Regions from separate parts of the Sus scrofa genome. Here region 1 is linked to region 2. Evidence: chromatin contacts called from public HiChIP or PLAC-seq data. All regions are on one chromosome and are shown on one strand. Each heading gives the region's core, a stretch centred on a gene start, on an enhancer-like site or on the middle of the called end of the contact. The rest is flanking DNA. Distances are from core to core; before and after follow the strand shown. Region 1 holds the start of SCAF11 (protein SCAF11). Region 2 holds the start of ARID2 (AT-rich interactive domain-containing protein 2).

Region 1 (6,018 bases), core at 2,942-5,441, 240 kb before region 2:
TCTATGACCGCCTCACAGCACCTCCCAGACAGTGGACACCAAACTGATTGTTTGCTGAAATAAATTTAATTCCACACAGAAAACAATTGGACAATAATCAGTTTCGTTGATTCAAACCTTCACAGTTGTAAAAACCACTGGCCTTAAAACAAACCAAGCAACCAAAAAACTCCTACAAATTAACTTGGCAGGCATTTTTCATTTTTCTTACAAAAATACTGCGTATTTGGTCATAGTTTGCTTATAAAAATCCTAAACTGTACACCCTTTGAATTTATACACTTCTGCTATGAAAATGCCACAGAGGTTATTAAATGAAAAACTTCCACTGTAATAGGCATGGAAACTGAGATCAGAAAAATTGGGCCATTTGTTCAAACTGCAAAGGTCTTAAGTGACAGTCTGTGTTAGGACCCTGTTTCCCACTTAACCAAGTGTCTTTATGCCATAACTATCCCTCTTAACTTTTACTTTGTATTATATTCAAATAGTTAAATTAATAATAGCAGTTATGCCTGATAAATCTCTGTCAAAATCAACACACTGATTACCTTTCATTTCTAAGTATGCGAATACAGGTTTCTGTTGCTGCCTGACAGGTTAGATATTTTAAGTTCTGGGTAAGTGCAACACACCAATTGGACATTTAGTTACAGGAAGTTTTATGATGCATATCATTTGCTTTTTTTTAAAAATGGCTACACCTGTTGCACATGGAAGTTCCCGGGCCAGCAACTGAATCCAAGCAGCAGCTGTGACCTAACCACTGAAACAGCAACAATGGATCCTTAACTCACTGCACCAGGCTGGGGATTGAACCCATGCTGCCACAGAGACAATGCCAGATCCTTAACCTGCTGTGCCACAGTAGGAACTCCCTTTGTTTTTTTTTTGTTTTTTTTTTTGTCTTTTTTTGTCTTTTTGTCTTTTTGTTGTTGCTGTTGTTGCTATTTCTTGGGCCGCTCCCGCGGCATATGGAGGTTCCCAGGCTAGGGGTTGAATCGGAGCTGTAGCCACCGGCCTACTCCAGAGGCACAGCAACGCGGGATCCGAGCCGCATCTGCAACCTACACCACAGCTCACGGCAACGCCCGATCGTTACCCACTGAGCAAGTCAGGGATCGAACCTGCAACCTCATGTTCCTAGTCGATTGTAAATATAGATACAGGATATAACTCATCATGTAAATATTAGATGCTGCATATACAGACATATACAGTGACAAAAATCACCACCCTCTACCACACATAAAGCAGAAACCAGCATATGACTATGAGGTCTTCCTGTCTCTACCGCCCAGCATATGGAGCCAGCAGGGTCAAGCTGTGCCACCTACGCCAAACCACAGCAACTCAGATCCACTGCACGCACCTATACCACAGCTCACGGATCGTTAACCCACTGCAGCAAACGAAACCATGGAGCAACTACCAGGAAAATTGGTTTTTTCTTATTTCCATCAGTAGTTTATTCTTCCCAGTCTTTTTCTAATTAGTTAAAAATTAGAGACAGATCTTCTGCTGTTAATAACACAGATAAACCTGGAGGCCAAGTGTAAGAAAGTGAAAATTTTATCTTCTGCTGGTGAATAAATATATCAAAAGATTTGTGTTGTTCAGTTTTGCTGAAATGGTATACTATTATTGTTAATTAAAAATTATAGTTTGGAGTTCCTGTTGTGGCTCAGCAAGTTAAGAACCCAACTAGCATCCATGAGGATGCAGGTTCGATCCCTGGCTCACTCAGAGGGTTAAAGATTCAGCATTGGCAGGAGCTAAGGTGTAGGTCACAGACATGGCTTCGATTCCACATTGCTGTGGCTGTGGTGTAGGCTAGCAGCTGTAGCTCTGATTCGACCCCTAGCCTGGGAACTTCCATATGTCTCAGGTATGGTCCTAAAAAGACCAAAAAAAAAAAAAAAAATTATAGTTTTTAAAATTAAAAAAAATTTTTTTAAAATTTTTTGTCTTTTTTTGCCTTTTCTACGGCTGCTTCCTGTGGCATATGGAGGTTCCCAGCTAGGGGTCTAATTGGAGCTGTAGCCCCTGGCCTACACCAGAGCTGCAGCAACGAGGGATCTGAGCCAAGTCTGCAACCTACACCACAGCTCACGGCAACGCCAGATCCTTAACCCACTGAGCAAGGGCAGGGATTGAACCCGCAACCTCCTGGTTCCTAGTCGGATTTGTTAACCACTGCACCACGACAGGAACTCCATTTACAGTTTTTTTTATTTGGCAAACGTTATCATTTGACCTTTGATTAATTTTTAAGAGAGAACATTTTCCCCAAAAACAAGTATGTAAAGATATTCGTACATAAATTTTTACATAAAAGAATGGCACACTAGAAGTCTCTATCTGGAGTTATACTCCAAGAAGTTGGATTTTCTAGGGTGAGGATTATATATATATATATATATATATATGTAATTATACCACAAAGCTTGGTGACATTCTCATTGTATTCAGTTGAATGGCTCCTAACAATGCTTGTTGATCTGGTTATATCATATAATTTCTTAAGCAAAGTTTTCTTAAGTCATTCTTTATCATATTCTTTATAATGTACTGCTATAAACTTCTCTAGATTATCATTCTTTCAAATACCCAAACACGGTAAAGCCCATTTAAATTCCCAAAGCTTATATCAAAAACTATACATTGTAAAAAACCTCACTTTGAAAATAGAGACAACATTGCAACAACATTGCAAATCAACTACATGCCAATAAAATTTTAAAAATAATAAATTACAAAAAGAGAGACAAGCCTGCCATTCATACACTCCTTCAGCAACTATTTACCAAGTCCTTAATTGAGTAACAGGCACTGTGCCAGGAGCTGTTATTAAGAAGGTATTAAGACATTGTCCCAGTGCTCACAGTGTGAGACTGACCCTCAACAGACCAAACACGAGGCACAAGATGGGGGAGCCAGAGAAGTGAGGAGGGTCATGGCAACCAGCTACCTCGGAGGAGAGAGGCAGAGGGGTGCCCATTCGGCAGGGTCCCGAGAAAGTGAGGAGGAAAAAGTCATCCTGGGCAATGAGGACATAAAGGAAGGGGGCAGACGACACGAAAAAGTGTGAGTGGCAAGGTGGCTACAGCTGAAACTTGGGTGAGCCAAGTAGGTGGGGCGGCCCGGGAAGAGCTCCAGCACACGGTGCGGGGGTTGGGGGGTGATGGCAGGACAGTGGCGTGGACAGGGCGGGGGGCGCTGCCAGGACCTGCTGGTAGAAGAGGGGTGGACACTGAGGGCAGGAAGAGCAGTCAGGAGCCGTGAGGAAACTGTCCGGGAGAAACTATGCGGGTAAAGAGTGACTTTAAAAAAGTCTGAAAGGTATTTTGGAGGTAAAACAAAAGATTTGACGACCGGAGGGAGAAGGAGTGGCACACATGTTCCGTTAGGCGGACTCGGACACTTGCTGGAGTGAATCATTACCTGTCACTATCAACCAACGAGTGGATCATCAAGTTTAATTTTTTGTTGTGGGAATTAAGACACGGGGCTATGCCTAAGTTTGATGAGTCACGTGGGAAACTTCTCCCCTAGGCCTGTTTAAAAAGCCCACCTGGAGGGAAGAGGTGGGCTAACGAGTTCTGGCCACTTCAGCCTCCCCGCAAGATGCGGTTCAGGTGGGCAATGCTGCTGGGTGAACACTCAACCCAAAGCCAAACAACAAACACTCTTCATATCAGATTACCATAAAGAGAGGATAGCAAATGCCGCGCAAACCCCCGCACGTCCAGGTCCCCAAGAGCCTACTTCATTGTGTTTCAAACAGCTTACCCGGTACCGCTGCCAAAGCAGAGCCAGCAGCGGCGCTCCACGCACGGCGCATGCGCAGGGCCCGCGGCGTGGGGGGAGAGCCGGGCACTGAGAATGTTTCCCAGAAGCCACTAGCCGCTGTTTTCCCTCCCGCTCGCAGGCCACGGGACGTGACTCCGCCCGTCACGTTCCTCTGGCGCAAAGGGTGGTTTGCCAGCGCCCCCCTGCGGTCCGGTTGATTGCTGCGACCTTGCTCGCAGGGCTAGAGCGAGCAAATGAGTTGGGAAAGCGCCGACCGTCCTGCTGCCGCTGCCGCCGCCGCCGCCGCCGCCGTCGCCACCGTAGCGCGTCGACCAGTGGAGGCGCCGCTGAGCTGAGAGGAGCAGAGCGGGAGGGAGGGGGAAGGGGACGCGCGGAACGGGGAGGGAGGAGGCCCGGCGAGGAGCGGGGGAGGGGGAGCAGCGGTGGCGCAAGACGCGCGGAGCAGCGCAGCCCGGGTCCGCTCCCTGCTTCGCCGCCGCCACCCGCCCCAGCCAGCAGAGCCGGCGCCCCAGCGGCCCCCGGAACACCTGAAAGCGGACGAAGGAGTCCATGTTGGGGAACTTGGCGGCGGCGTGACGGGGACCTAGGGACCTGCATTGGGGCCGCCGCCGGAATCCCCGCGCCTCGACCTCGGCCTGAGGTAAACACCGGCCGACCCCAGGGGTGGACTGGCGCGGGCCGCTCTCGGGCGGGGTGGGGGTTACGCGCCGGCGCAGGGCGGGGGAGCGGGCCCGGGGCGACGCGGGAGGGCGCACAAAGTTTCGGAATCCCGCGCGGCCCAGGCGGCGTCCTGCGCTCGGAGGAAAGTTGGAGCTGCCTCTGGAGGCGGGGGAGGTTGCGGCGGGCAAGGCCCCCCTTGCCTCTCGCCACCCGGCGAGGGAGGCCGCGCTTGGGCCGCCGCCGCCTCGCTGTCGGTACCCCGTCCCATTTCCTTCTTGTGGCCTACCCGCCTCCCGTCGGCGGAACCAGTCCCCGCCCGGGGGTCCTGGGGGAATGGGTTGAGGTTAGAGGCTCGGCGACGGAGTCGCCACACGGACACCCCCCTCCCCGCGGTGGAAACGTGTCCTGCTGGGCTTCCGGGCGCTCCCCGACCCCCGCGCCCGCTTGACTTGCGAGACTTTGCTTTTGTCGGTAGCGTCCAAGCTCGCTTGTGAAACCAAACTTTACTGCGCCGTGACCTCTCGGAGTGCGCGACCAGGGCAGAGCCCGCACTTGTGAGCACCCGCGTCACCCCGTGCCCTGAATTTCAAACTCTTCTTCCACCCCCAATTTCTAAACCAGTTTCCTGGGCTGACAACAAAAGGGCCAGGAGATCTAAACTTAGCTCCATCAGGCGTCCCTCCTCAGATACAAGGAATTTTGAATCTTTAAAGACGCTGCTTACAAATGGATGTCTGTCTTGCCCCCCCCCCAACCCCCCGTATTTTGAAAAATTGTGTTAAAGTAAGCGCCTGATTTGGAGTAGTTGATTAAAGCATTCAGATTCAAATGTGGAATTTTAAAATATCCTCAAAGTGTTTCTGTGCCGTATTACGTATAGTGCCTACGAGTTGAGCTTTTTTCATTCATTTTGGCTTTCATTTTGACATCTTTATCATACTATCTGTGAGCTAAGATTTTTTAGGCCAAACTGACCAAAAAGTTTTTAATATAATGCTTTGGCTAGTACAGGCTGTTCTTAAATTTTTGCAGTTTTGGAAATTAACTGAATATTGGAAAAAGCGTATTTAAAAGGTGTTTCTTCATTTTAAAAGAAAAGCTAATTCATGCATATTACTACTTAACCTCAGTCGCAGGATTTTGAAACACATTCTTAAAATAACTGCTAGTTTTTGTGTTTTGTTGGCATTAAAATTTTGATACATAATCAAGTGTCTTTCCAGACCATTGCTTTCTCTTTCCTGTTCGGCAGTTGGCTTAATCTTTTTTTTTTTTTTTTTTTTTTTTTTTTTTGCTGTTGGCTGAGAGCTGAAATTAAAAGTTTATGGGACTTTCGTTTTTCTTGTTTTAACTTACTGTCCATAAGAATTGAAATTTTTAAATTGTTCTGGATTTCTTTTTGCATGATACTATTTTATCAAAGATAATTGGAATTTATGTTTTGTTTATGCAATGTGAAGGATTTATTTAATATTAGCCCTGCTTATTGTAACTGCACTTTTTTGCTATAATGTATTTTGGTCTTACAAGTATATAGTTTTACAT
Region 2 (6,073 bases), core at 2,662-5,161:
GGTACTCTCATGGTTAAGTAACAGAACTACTATGAAAGCTTGGCATCCTGTCTGCCAGTTAAGATTTTTCAGGGGAAGGTGTAAAACCCAGCATAATACATGTCCTCTAACTGTGCAATATTACACCACTATGGAAAAAAATCTTCCAAGGTTGGTAGTACCCAATTTTTGACCAGCATATTTCTTTTGTATTTTTTTTACAAGCCATGCAAATTTTCACATGGCTTTATTTTCCAAAACAAATGCTTCAACTTTTTCCCTAGTAGCCTAGATACAATCCTACAAAAACAAACCTGGAGAGTGATATATGGAGGAAAAACAAGTTTAGCTAAGGACAAACGTAGCTTCTAGTAAGGTATAAAGCTCAAATTGACCTGAGAACAATGTAAAGAGTTACAAACAATCCTGAAACTACATAGTTAAAAAAAATAGTACCTATAAGTATAATCAATGGAGGATATGATCCCAAGATAGAAATCACAACTGGAAAAACAATACTTATGTAATTTGTAGTAAACTAGGAGTCTAGCCATTTGATTGTGCTAAAACCCTGTTAATATGAATGTAAATTCTTCAGAAAAACACAATCTCATGAAACATATCTCTCATACAGTAACTTCTGGATATTAAGTTTCAATCAATCATCTAATAAATATTAGGCATTAACTTTAAAACATGTATTTTAAACAGTTAAAATCTAAATGGCTCAAACTGATTACCAGAAAACCAGGACATGTATTAACACCACTCCTCTCAACATTACAAATGAAAATGAGCAATTAATATCACCATAAATAAAAAATTCTCTACTTCTCACCACATTACTAAATCAATGGTTTTAGAGGTTAATTTTATTCTACTTTGTTTTTTGTTTTAGTCTTTTATTTAAATATGCACTCTAACACATGCCACCTCATACTCAGAATAGATAACAACTAACCATATTTAATATTTTCTAGACTTCCCTGTAACTCAGAACTACTCACAAAGTTCTGCAAACTCTTTAGCTTCAAGGCTGAAGTCAATCTAAGCCAATAGAAAGTACACCTGTGCAATTACTGCATTTCCTATTCCAGAATGCTGAACATAACACAGAATATCCACATATGGATATTGCATTTGGAGCAATGATAAATGCCAAACTCCAATTATACAGAAGAAGCTGCATTACCTAAAAAAAAGGCCATCCTATAACATCATTATTGAAAAGTAATAAATATGAAGAGCATTATTTTAATTTTAAATAATAAATAGCAACTAAGGAGACTATGAAGGTAGATAAATATTAAAAATAAGACAATATGAAAATATTCCTAGGAGAAAAACTGAAAGAAAATATTAAAACTTAATTACAAAATAGATTATCTAAACTGTATCACATGCCAACTGAGTAAGAAATTTACTTCGTCAAACAGTCAAAAAAGAGGGGAGAGAATGAACGAAAACCCAAATCATAGTCTTCCATTTTGTAGTATCCCTGATCTTCCTAAATAAACAATAATCCTTTTAAACGTTTTTAAGTCACTCAAAAATCCCCCCCCCAAATTCTAAAAACAACCCGGGTCACTTAAAGCACCAACATGTTACGCTATGCAGAAACATTCTACTGAAAAATTACTCAGTGACACGGTTCCACACACATAAAAGTTTCATTTTTTAAAAATCTTAAAGTCAGAATTTAAAAGGGCAAAAGAGTTTCCAAAACAAAGAAAAAATTTCCCAAGGGATACAAAGTTTCATTAACTATCTTAACTCTTTTACTAAGCATCACCTTTCTGCCCCTCTGTGGATATCAAGCAATCAATAACAATGTCACAAAAGAATGTTTACCAAGAATGGGGGTGGGGTGTCACCTGTAATGATTCTGTATGAAAAATGTAAACAATCCTAAAATAGGAAAGGAAAACTTTCACCTTCCTACAACCTCACTTTATTGATATTTAATGTTTCTCAGGCTGAAATTAACAGACGTTTAGAAATTGGTGAGCAAGGCTTGCTTCTGGTTTGGGGCTTTCTTCTCTTTTTTTTTTTTCCTTAAAAAAATCTCCCCATAAGTCCCTTATTTCCAAACACTGTTGGAAGAGTCACTACTACTCACCGCAAGTAATACTGTTTTAAAGCAAAGGCAGCGTTAGAACAACTTCTGGGAAAGTTGAACTCTTCAACAATTTCTCCCCACTGATTCTTCTCAGAAACCTGTTAAAAACACAGCCACACTTGTCTGAGAGTGCACAATCCAAGAAAACTCTAACCTAACTATGAAATAAATACCCATTCTACAGAGATGTGGAGATACCTCAGGCATCAGTGGGTGATTCGGCTCGATCCGTAAGAGTAACTGAGCAAGGGCTGCTTGAATCACTGGGTTTTCACCCAAGAGCCCTGTATTTAACAGCACTTGTTTTGTTTGGGGGGCGGGGGGGGGTGTTGGTGGGTTTGTTTTGTTTTTGAAGCCCGGACAATAACCAATCGCAAGTCCCTCTGTCGCCCCCTTTTAAATCTCAACGCGGTCCGTTTACACTAAAAAAAAAAAGTTCAAAAGGATCAATACTGTTCCGGACAGCGACGTCCGCAGGTTCTGGGGGGGCCGGGGCCGGGGCCGATTCCGATCCCTCTCCCAGATCTATCCATCTCCATAGGCCCTTCTTTGAGGCCTACAGCTTCTGCCTAGCCTTGAAGCCTAAGATGGCTATTTGGAGACAGGTCCTGGTTTCTTTTGTTAGCTGTATAAACCGAGGGCGACGGGGCCGAGGCTGTGCCCCCGGCTGCCGGGATCATTTCGCAGCCGATTATCGATGTTAAACCTGCCCGCGCTAATTTTGAGTTGCACGAAAACTGCTCTCAGAGTCTGTGTGTCTCTGTGTCTCCGCCTGTGCTAGAGCGGCAGCGGCGGCAGAGCTGACTCGCGAGCGAGCGGGCGGGCGGGCGCGGGCGCGGGGCGGGCGCGGGGCTCGGGCGGGCGCCCCGCACGCCCGCACTCCCCGCTGCGGCGCTCAGACCCCGCCGGGCCGGCCGGGCACCGGGCAGGGCGCGAGCCGGCGCCGGGCCGCCCGCCCGCCGAGCCCCGCGCCCGCCGCGCGCACGCGAGCCACCAGGCCAAAAACAGCCCCGCCGCCGTCCGCCTCCGTGCCACCGGCTGGGAGCGAAAAGAACGCCTCTGGCCCCCGCGGGCCACCCCCCCAGCCCCGAGCGCCCACTCCGGGGTCAAAGGAGACTTTTTGGAGGAGGCCAGCGAGAGGGAAATACAAATTAAAACTTCCACTCACCTTCGCGAATCCGCCTAAAGTAGTGACTCTGGTGTAGAGACCGTGAAGATCCAGCTCCTTCCCACCCACCGCAGGGATTTTTTTAAAAGGCGACCTGCGGGAGAGAGAAAGCCCCGCACTTGTCAGCCGGGACCCCGCGCCGGCCCGGGCGGGAGAGCCCTGTTCGCCCCGGCTCGCCCCGGCGCTGCCCCCCCGGTTCTGCTCTCACCCTCTGCTGTGGTGGAACTGCCGCAGCTCGTCCAGGAAAGCGAGTCCCTTTCTCCGCTCGTCCGGAGGCGCCTTCCCCGTCGAGTTTGCCATTATTTTTTCAAAGGAGGTTTTTAAAAAACCCAGATCGGTGTTTTAAAAGCGCCCCCCGCTCCCTGCGCTTCCTACCAGAGCCCGGAGCCCATTCCTCGGCCGGCGGCGGCGGGGCTCAGTCATGGGCCGGCGGTGGCGGCGGCGGCGGCGGCGGCGGCGCAGGGAGGGAGGGAGGGAGGGGGAGGAGGAGGAGGAGGAGGGGAAGGAGGGAGCAGGAGGCCAGGGGGAGAGGAGGGAAGGAGGGAGGGGAATTTCTAAAAAAGTTTAAAGAAATCGGAGCGAAACTAGAGGGGCAGGCGACTGCCGGATCCGCGCGAAGCCGCGGGGCGAGCGCGGCCCCCACCCCTTCCTTCCCTCCCTCCCCGCGGCCCGGCTCTCGCCCGCCTCTCAGCGCCGCCGGCCCAGGCGGCTCGGCCCGGGGACGCGATTCAACATGGTGCTGCTGCCGGGGACGCGCGAACAGGCCAGGGGAAAGGCGAGCTGACGGTGAGGGGCCGGGGCGGCCGGAGGCCCGGGAGTTTCGGCAGCCGCGGCGGCGGCGACGGCGGCGGCGGCGGCGGGGCTGGGGCAGGCGGGGCTGGGGGTGGGGAGGGGGAGGTCTGTGTGGTGGTTTGTGGAAAGCGGGGTGACAGCGTGTATTCCGGCCGCAGCTCCGCTGGGCCCTCGCACACATTCACGCGCGGCCTCGCGGCCGGGGCGTCCCCGGGCAGAAGGCACCGGCGGCAGCCGAGCCGCTGCGCGCCACCCGCCTGCTTCCCTCCCCGCCAGCCTCCCTCTCTGCCGGCTCCAGCGCCGCCACAGCCGGGCAGCCAGCGCCGCACAGCGACCCCCGAGGGCCGGCCGCGGCACTGCGCCTGGCTCCACACCGCCCCGGCTGCTCCTCGCGGGGAACAATAGACTCGGCTCGCCGGGCTTAGGGTTCATCTGCAATGTGCCGCACATTTCACACGCACACAAAGCCGGCGGAAAGGGGGGAGGCGCGGGGAAACGGCCACTACCGGTTGTTCCAGGGTTAGGGGTGGAGGCGATGTTCGCGTCCCCGGCCCGGCTGTTGGAAGGGCCCATTGGAGTCCCCGCCCGCCCGACAGAACCTGTGTGGCGCTCGGGAGCGAAAGGAAGCCCAGAGGGGCAGCTCCTCACGCTCCGCATCTTTTCACTGATCAGAATAAAGTCAATCTGTCAATCTTTTTTTTTTTTTTTTTTTTTTTTTTAAGGTCTAAGAGAATCGGCTTTTCTGAGCCTTGTGCTGGTATTTGGGGGCCTGGTTAGCACATTTTCCATGAATTATCCACAAACTAACTTTAGCGAACTGTAAATGAAATACAATGTGAACTGTCCTAGTTCTGTAGAAATAGAGTCATGCTCTTAATTCATCTTCCCTTTGGCTTCACGTCTCAAACTAGATTATTCTGTGCTGAGTTATGCAAACAGTAATTAAACTGGTTGGGAAGCAATCTTTTGAACTTTGACGATAATAATTAACATTTGTTTTTATATTAAGGTATCTTAAAGATAGTGCGCTTTAAACCACTATTGACTAAAACCTTTAATTTTTGCTTTCTCTGAAATGTCTCACATGCGACCTTAGTTCCAAATATTTTTTCTTTGAAGCTCAAAAAAAAAAAAAAAAAAAAAAAAAGGCTGCTTAGATGGGAGACTCAACACCTCAACAAATACTACAAGTTTGCATCTACCAGCAGCTGGAGTCAGCCCTTTGCTACAAATGTTAATTAAGCTCCACGACGTGTGAAGCCTATTATCATTCCCATTTCTGTGACGGCCACTACGGGCAAAGTCACCGACAACCAAGGACACAGGCCAGTAAAGGTCTGGATGGGTTATTTCAGGTAGTGATTCCAATGAGAACATGTACTTGGTGGTGAAAAGAATTATGTAATATAGCCCAGCACGCTTCCGGTGCTTACTCTAGGAAACGGATTTATTTCGCAAGGAAAGTTTGTCTCTTAAATGGGGTCGGTTATAATAAGGCTATGGCTGGGAAGTTCCTGACACCGAAGGGCCAGTAAGTGCCTCGGAAGCCAGGGAGGGGCGGAGACCCAGGCTGGGGGAGTGTAGGAGCCGGGCCGGGGCCGGAGGCGAGGGGGGGCGGGGCAGGAGGGAGACCAGGTCATCTGTCCCTTCCCCCACCGGTCCGCTTAGGGATGGTGGAGATGTGGGCCGCAGAGCTGCGAGGCCCGAGCTGTGCGGATTCCCTGAACGCCGCACTTGCGCACAGCCCCTTACGTAACTGTCAGCGCCGGGGATTCCCTAGAGGGGGTCATTCTATTCAACCATTACACACACCCCGGGCTCCTGCCGCCGCGCCGCCGCCTCACAAAATGGCGGCGCCCATAGAGGAGACAGCGGCCGCCTCCTCAGCCCCATTTTGTGGGAGGCGAGAGATCTGTCAACATGGAATACCTCCGCTGAGGAAGCATCCGAGTTTGGAAATCCTGCTTAAGGATGGAACCGAGGGGATCTCCTTCGACGGAAAATGTCAGCGACTC

The links. HiChIP or PLAC-seq counts read pairs in DNA pulled down with a chosen protein or histone mark.
Region 1: a contact with region 2 is called in an H3K27ac HiChIP or PLAC-seq map of alveolar macrophages. The contact joins the promoter of SCAF11 here to the promoter of ARID2 in region 2. A contact is called at or near these places in 2 of 5 promoter capture datasets (fetal liver and liver), 19 of 47 Hi-C or Micro-C datasets (alveolar macrophages, blood, embryonic fibroblasts and 10 more) and 2 of 2 datasets of contacts at active chromatin or transcription factors (alveolar macrophages and skeletal muscle).

What each region holds. Positions count from the first base shown.
Region 1 is chr5:76,874,824-76,880,841 of Sscrofa11.1, reverse strand. It overlaps SCAF11 (protein SCAF11), which reads left to right and starts at 4,191. Exons shown (of 15, transcript XM_021092989.1): 1 at 4,191-4,453.
Region 2 is chr5:76,635,223-76,641,295 of Sscrofa11.1, reverse strand. ARID2 (AT-rich interactive domain-containing protein 2) reads right to left here and starts at 3,911. Exons shown (of 22, transcript XM_021092987.1): 1 at 3,475-3,911; 2 at 3,267-3,360; 3 at 2,099-2,196. The coding sequence starts at 3,566.